2 separate regions of the Mus musculus genome follow, and region 1 is linked to region 2. The links are chromatin contacts, called in public HiChIP or PLAC-seq maps. All regions are on one chromosome and are shown on one strand. Each heading gives the region's core, a stretch centred on a gene start, on an enhancer-like site or on the middle of the called end of the contact. The rest is flanking DNA. Distances are from core to core; before and after follow the strand shown.

The links. HiChIP or PLAC-seq counts read pairs in DNA pulled down with a chosen protein or histone mark.
Region 1: an H3K4me3 HiChIP or PLAC-seq map of the SCID.adh cell line shows a contact between it and region 2, with 22 read pairs. The contact joins the enhancer-like site here to the promoter of 1700092K14Rik in region 2. A contact is called at or near these places in 3 of 39 promoter capture datasets (cranial neural crest, pre-B cells and trophoblast stem cells), 2 of 484 Hi-C or Micro-C datasets (double positive thymocytes and nephron progenitors) and 3 of 115 datasets of contacts at active chromatin or transcription factors (the SCID.adh cell line, embryonic stem cells and thymocytes).

Annotation. Positions count from the first base shown.
Region 1 is chr11:114,246,853-114,250,590 of GRCm38.p6, forward strand. No RefSeq gene overlaps it. Among named protein-coding and RNA genes, the nearest start is that of Gm11691, 3.1 kb to the right of the region's middle. Within about 2 kb of position 1,554, at least 27 of the 459 cell types and tissues checked have an H3K27ac peak or open chromatin away from gene starts, as enhancers often do. A contact at or near this core is called in the SCID.adh cell line and double positive thymocytes, where this site is marked.
Region 2 is chr11:114,195,908-114,199,516 of GRCm38.p6, forward strand. It overlaps 1700092K14Rik (RIKEN cDNA 1700092K14 gene), which reads left to right and starts at 2,351. Exons shown (of 3, transcript NR_045930.1): 1 at 2,351-2,416; 2 at 2,819-2,970; 3 at 3,116-3,292.

The DNA.
Region 1 (3,738 bases), core at 304-2,803, 50 kb after region 2:
TGCCAGGTGGTCCCCATTCAGGGACAGAGGTACCTATCAGCAACAGCTGGAGCCTCTTCCCAGGCAGGCAGCTTTTGTACAGCTTACCTTGCTGATGGGAGGCAGGGGTGGGATGGGATGGAGTGGGATGGAATCCAAGGACCAGCTGGTGGTGGGGACCTTGAAGGAAGGCTGGTGTATTCTACGGTATGGAAAACCCCCAGGAAAGGCTCCTACTAGCTCATTCAGGCCTCTGGACAAGGAGGGAGCAGGTCTCTTAAAATGAAGGACTGGAGAGCTGGGCTGTGACCAGCACTGTGGGAAGGGGTGCTGGGCAGACACTCAGCTGGAACTTTATCTACTCTGGTGTGGATCACTTTGTGTGTGTCTGTGTGTTATGTGTGTTGCAGATATGTGACATATGCATATGAATGTGTGTAACCCACGTGTTTATACAGAGAGGCCAGAGCAGGACGTCTGGTGCCTTCCTCTATCCCTCTCAACATTACGGGTTTGAGACAGAGTCTCTAACTGAACTGGAAGCTCAAAGTTTGGACTAGGCTAGCTGGCCAGGAAGCTCTTAGGATCTTCCTGTCTTTATCCATCTAGGGCTGGGGTTACAGGCAGGTATAGACATGCCAAGATTTTTACATAGGTGTTAGGCATTCAAACTCAGGTCTTTGTGAGCCATCTCCCTAGCTCCCCCTACCCCATCACTCAGTTTTCATATTTGGGTCCATGCTTGTCTTTTCTGGCACAGTTGATCTCCTTATTGGGTTGAAAACAATCAAGGATACACTGAACTTCAACATGTGCTAGCAGCAGTTTGTTCTGGAAAACAATGGATGCTGTCAGCCAGCCGTGGTGTGTCAATCTCGAGTGGACACTTGGAATGGGGGGGGGTGGATCCTGAAAAGACGGTGAATGGCAAGGTGCCAGGGGTTAACCTGGAGCAGAGCGAGGCAGAGTGAGCCCCTGGTGCGTGAGAATAAGCAACTGGTTCAATGAGCAAAACTGTCAGGGTCCTTACCTGGGCTCTAACAAGCTAGGCTCAGCACCGGTCCTCAATAGACCAATTAGACGGGAGAGCCATAGTGAGAAACGGAAAAGGAACATTTATTCAATGGAGACACTTGGGGAGAAGAACAAAGTGGTCTAGTGTTCACTCTCCCAAGTCCATCTTGGGTGTCCTGGCATGAGGCTTAGGTTTAAATATAGGACACGAGGTATATGCATGGCTAAGCCGTCCTGGTCAAGGTGTGGTCCTGCCCATCACTGACACACCCTCTCCAGTCTGTCCTGCAAGGCGCTCAAAGTAGGTTTCAGACTGTGTGAGATCTCTCCCTGGGAGACAACCTCCCCAACCCTGGCTGTGCCAGCCCTCAGCCACCTTCTTCTCTCAGCCTGAGACTCTGAGGGCAATCCAATTCCTGGGGGTTTATTGTTTCAGGACTCTGATAGCCAAAGGGAGGGCAGGGCGCAGTGTCTCTTCAGAATGTCTTCTTTACCAGGTGCCAAGATGGTTAAAAGTTGGACTTGGTTTCATAGGCAAACTCCTCCCCTCCCTCACCACAGGATGTGACAAAGCCCCAGCATGGAGCCAGCACCTGCACCCACTTTCTGGCAGTTTCCCTAGCCTTGCCTCTGTGTTCTCCAAGAAGCCAGCAAGACAGATAAGGGCACAAGGAGACAAAGTTTCCACAAGAGATACAGGACTGAGGACCCCAGGGGGACAGGACAGGATGAAATGAAGCAGCGGGGAGACAGGGACAGAGAAGGACTTTGGAGTGTCTGGAAGTGGAGACTTACCGAGAGGGAGACAGGAATCTGGCTGAGAATAGACTTGGCCAACTGCCAGCAGAGCCCTCCCTCCTCCTCCATCCCCCTCTTCCCTTCTTGAAGGCAGGATCTTGCCAGATAGCCCAGGCTGGCCTAGAGCTTGCAAATCTCCAGCCACAGCCTCCTGAGTGCTGGCAAGACAGGCCCATGCCACCACACCCAGATTCAACAGTGCATTTTCTTGGGAAAAAGCTAAGGACAGGGAGCCGGGGTCACCTTCAGGAAAGTGGCCTCTTTCAGTGGAAGATAGAAGGAAGGCTAGGAAAGAGTCTTCCATTGGGCTACATGGGATTTCTGGGTAGCCACGAGGCTCCAGCAATGGAGGGCATGAGGAGGGAGAGAGGACCCAGGCTTCTTATCTGCTGCCCGGCACCTAGCACAGGGCTCAGGGATGACTGTTGACTACTGGGATACATGCATGCATGCAAGCACACTGGGCTACCTTCTTCCTGTTGCCACTGTGTCATGGCTAGAGGGAGATCTAGGCAGTCAGGGTATATGGGTCAGCTGCTCGTGGGAAGTCTATGCTGCAGTAGCAGCAAGGAGGTGGTGCTTCTAGAACCTACAGGTGGGTGCTGTGAAGGAAAGACCATTAGTAAAGAACCAGAAGACCCAGCAGGTCGACTCTCGATTAGGTCAGAAATTCCTAATCGCTAATGGGAGGAAATGACATGCCACGTAGCTGTCCTCAAACTCTAGAACCCAACCCTTTGACTGGGGCTGATCTGATTTGCATATCTCTGACTTGCAGGCCTGAGATGGTACAAGGAGAAGTGAAATGGCGTAACAGCTTACTCTGTCCTCCGAGCTGTGCACTGGCCAGTCTCAACTGTCCTCCTTTGCATAGTGTGAATTCCATGCCAGAAAACTGCGTACAAAGAAGCACCCTAACCCAGGGGACATCCCACAAACCATTGTTCTACACTGCAGACTATGTAATTGACTGTCCAGCCAGCTGTCACCATCTGATGTATTTAATAGAGTTTTCTTCCGATTCTGGTCTAACAGGTGAGTTCACTCACAGCCTGGGTTAACCCTACTACACAGTGGCTGGCTCCTTCCCACACCAAGCTTGCGGAGGTGGGTGGTACTGTCTATCTATTTGGGTTGAGTAGGGGAATAAACTGGCATTAAGACCTCATAGAGCAGGATCCAGTTTTCCATTCTCTGTTAGACTTTTCTTTATGGCAATCATTTTGTCTTGTTATGTCCCCAAATGTGTGTTGCTATCCCAGTGTTTTGGAAGACGGAATGTCTCAGCCGCTAGGCATCTTTTATAACAAAAAAATAAAAAAAAAAAAAAAAAGAAAGAAAAAAGAAAGAAAGAAAGAAAAAAGAAAAAAACCTTAATAAAGCCTCTTTCTTCTGATGTGTGGCTTTCAGAGGATGCTCTGGCCCACAAGGATGCTTCCTCCTAGGATGTTCCTAGCCACCCACATCCAGGCCATCTAAGTATCAGTACCAAGCAGGTTAGCTGCACTCAGATCCCGAAGAATCCACAGACTGAAGCCTGGGGGTTCTGAATGCCAACTGGTTTGCTCAATATTCTTTCTCTGAGACAGGGTCTCAGGTAGCCCAAGCTGTCCTGGTCTCTCTGTGTAGATAAGGATAACCCTGAACTTCTGGGATTACAAATGTGCCTCGTCCTGCCTCGCTTATGTGATGCTGGGAGTCCAACCCAAGTCTTTATACACATTGTACAAGCACTCTAGCAATATGGCTACACTGCCGGCCTTAAGATGATTCATATGGACATGAGATTTGGGGTTCATAAGTACTTTCTATGAGAGCATATACTTCTCCACGACCAACCTAAAAGTCGGCATGCTCCTCTACCCCCACCCCAGCACTGTATCTCTGCCAGAGCTGCAGGCTGCCTGGAATATGTCATTTCTACATGGTGGGGAGGACCATGGCACC
Region 2 (3,609 bases), core at 1,101-3,600:
TAGAGGGCTCAGTGGTTAAGAGAATTGGCTGCTTTTCCAGAGGACACCGGTTCAAATCCCAGCATGGTAGCTCACAACCGTAAACTCCAGTTTGAAGGGATCCGATGCCCTCTTCTGGCCCCTGTGGACTCCGGGACAAGCATGTGAACACTCAAACACATAAAATAATATAATACATTTTTAAAAATATATTTTTAAGTTCTATTTGCACCTGTAATCCCACCATTGTTTAGGGTACATACAGGTAGATCCTGAGGGCTAAGTGGCCAAGCAGTCCAGCTAAAAGGCTAAGTTTCCAGTTCTGCAAGAGACCCTGTTCCTGGCAAAGAGCTATAAAGGAAGGCTCTGACATTTATACACACACAGGGTCACATGCGCAAGTACATGTATGTACTGACACAACACAACACACATATACAAGAAGAGTCTGGGGAGGCTTCCTGGAGGAGGTGACTTATTTTTGAAGAATGAGTAAGACTCGTGTGAATGGAGGCTTCAGGGCCAGTGAGGAATAGCATGGAATCTAGACAGTAAGGCCACTAGGTATGGCCTTGACTCCTGGCCTAGCACTCTTGTGGTACTTGGACAACCTTAAGGTTCTCTCCCAAGTATGGAAGGCCAAATTCAGGGTTCTGGATCCCACAGGAAGAGGAGCTCAAGCAGTCATACCTGTTCAGCTGCACTGTCCCTTCATGACCCCAGAGCAGGGACGGGTGGCTACTTTGGCAGGAGGCAGCAGCCCTCGTTTTGAAGGCACTATGCTAACTGGGTCAGAACCCAGGCATGGGAAGATCAGTGAACTCTCTTCAGAACTCAGTCAGGCACCAGAATAGAGGCGCCCAAGAGAAATCTAATAGGATCCACGCATGTGGTTTTAAATCTCTGATAACCAGCTCATAAAAGCAAAAGGAAGCAGGTGAAACCATCGGTAATAGCATCCCTTAGTTGGCTCAACACACGAAAAACATTATCAACTCAACGCATAATGAATCCCAAGGAATTATTCATAAGCTCTCCTGCATTCCCTTTCCTATACAAAATCACCAAAACCCGGTGTGTATCTCGCTGACCCAGTTCCTGGGGCTCCGTGGCCACCGCATGGGACACAGAAGCCAAGGCTCACCTCTGCCACCGAGTTCAAAGACACAGTCTCCTGTGAACTCTTCCAGCGCACACATCTGGAAATCAGGCAAGGGTTCTGGGCAGGTCCATGGGTGTCTTAGGATGCCGTTGTTGTTTGTCCTGGTAGTAAGATGTTTGATCTCTCTGCCTCCACCTCTCTCTCTCTCTCTCTCTCTCTCTCTCTCTCGTGTGTGTGTGTGTGTGTGTGTGTGTGTGTGTGGTGTGTGTGTGTGAGAGAGAGAGGTGGGGGAGAGGTAAGAGAAGAGAGAAGAAGGGAGAGGACAGAGGGACACCTTGGCCTTTAATGGCCAAGCTAGCTCCTGGTTTTGAGACAGCTTCTGTTTGGCCCAGGGCTTGCTGGTTAGCCTAGGCTGGGTGGCCAATGGGCCTCCAGAAGGGTTCTACTTAACTCCATCTCCCCAGTGTTGGGATTAAGAGAACATGACACTGAGCTGGGTTCTTTGTAGTTTTGTAGGTTCTGGGCATTGAACTAAAGTTCTCCTGCTTACATGGCAAGCCTTCACTGCCTGAGCCATCTCTCCAGCCTGCCTCAGTTTCTTCCTATAGAAAATAAGAACAATCCCGGACTTCCTTGAGATTGTCTGAGGAGGAAGGTCACTTCCTTCTGTCCAGAGGGTGAGGGCAGGTGGGGCTTGAGCACCTCAGAGCTGCTCCCACCAGTTCCCACCGTGCCCCCCTCCCCTGGTTCTTCCAGCGTCTGCTCACACCTGCAGTTCCAGCATTCTCGAGGTGGAAGGGTCAGAAGTTCCAGGTTATCCTTGGCTACATAGCAAGAAATGTGTCAAGGAGACTGAGATGGCTCCCTGGCTCCAGACATGAACACCACAGAGAAGACCGCAGTCACAGAGCAGAAAACATACAAAACTAGGCGCTTGTGGAAATGTGGTTCATATGACGGGCCTGTCCAGTGTATCGACACTTCAAGCTCTGTGAGCCCACGGAAGACTTAGGCAGTCCTGGGATAGCTTTCTTTACTGTCTTCAGTTTAAAGATGAGAAAACAGAGGCACAGAGAGGTGAGGTATTTTGTCTGATGTCACACAGCTGGAGAAGCTTGTGTAGAGCATCATCAAGATGCCAACCTTTCTCTGCCACCCTTGAAACTTAAAAGTCTGTTGTTACCTGGAAACAATATCCAAGGAGATGGCAAAGTTGGGAGGCGGCTCAGTAACTGACAATGGGGAGACAAGATGCTGTCTGGCACCATCACAGTTAGTTGGTCCAGATGGTGGAAAGCCTGTATCCAATACCTGGAGTGGTGGGAACAGGAAGAGGTGAGGACAGACAGGTGAAATTTCTCAGTAATGGTTCTGTGAAGGGGGAAGAAGGGGTGTCTCGCTCCACCCAAAGGGAGGGCTCAGGGAAGGGAAGCCTATGACTTCATCACTGGGCCCACGCCAATGACATCACCAGAAGGGCAAGGAGCCAGGCTCAGCAAGTTATTTATGGAAACGGCTGGCGGCCAGGCACAGCTCCTGAGCTGTTTCAGATGTGGTTGGATAAAGCTTCCAGCTGGCCCAGTGGGGCCTCCAAGGCCTGCAGGCAGGCGGAGGAGGAAGGCTGGAGGAATCCAGCAGCTGGGGGCAGGGCTCCAGCAGAGATCATCAGAGTTCCAGGCTTCTTCCTTCTTGGGATCTGCTCATCTCTACCCATGCTCATCAAGGGCTTCCCTGCAGATCGGGCTGGCTGAACTCAGAGAGGACAGCATGTGTGTCTGCCTTCGTGTGCACCGAGGGCATGTCTGTGCACAAGACTGTAGTATGGGCTTGCCGGTCCATAGGGACACACACTCTGCTCCCTTCCACACTGGTACCTTGAGTGGTCCTGAGTGAGTATACAGATCTGTGCCTCCTTGCACGTGTATGTGCATGCGTGCATGGGGGTTGGGAGGCAGAGTGCCCAGGGAGAGCGGGGAGGAGAAGAGCCGCCCGGGAGCGAGATCACAGCAGGAAGCTGGGGAAATATCATTTCAGCCCAAGATCCAGAGGCACTTACAGAAGCTTCAGCAAAACCAGACAAAACTTCCTTTCAATCCATTTATCAAAACTGCCCGCAGCTCCGCTTCGGAGCAGGTACAACAAGAATAAAATATTGAGCACAACCAGCAACCGCGAGACTGGAGGAGGCCAATAAATAAGAAGTTACTGAGGAGCTCGCCCTGACCCTGACGGTTTGCTTTGCCGGTCCCTCCACCTATCTCGTCCTGTGATCTTATGGGTGATGGCAGGAGGGAGGATGGCAGGGGCCCCACTGGGGTGTTTTTGATGAGCTGGGGATATGAGAGTAACTCAGCCCTATGAAGACAAGCTTCAGTGAGGCAGCTGCAGGAGCTCTTCTCACATTTCTTGGGCTGGCTAACTGCCTTCCTTCTCATAATCCCCTGAGGATGGGCTGGAGAGCTGGCTCAGTGGGTAAAGATGCTTGCAGACAAGACTTACTCCCTGAGTTCGATCCCCTGGAGCCACAT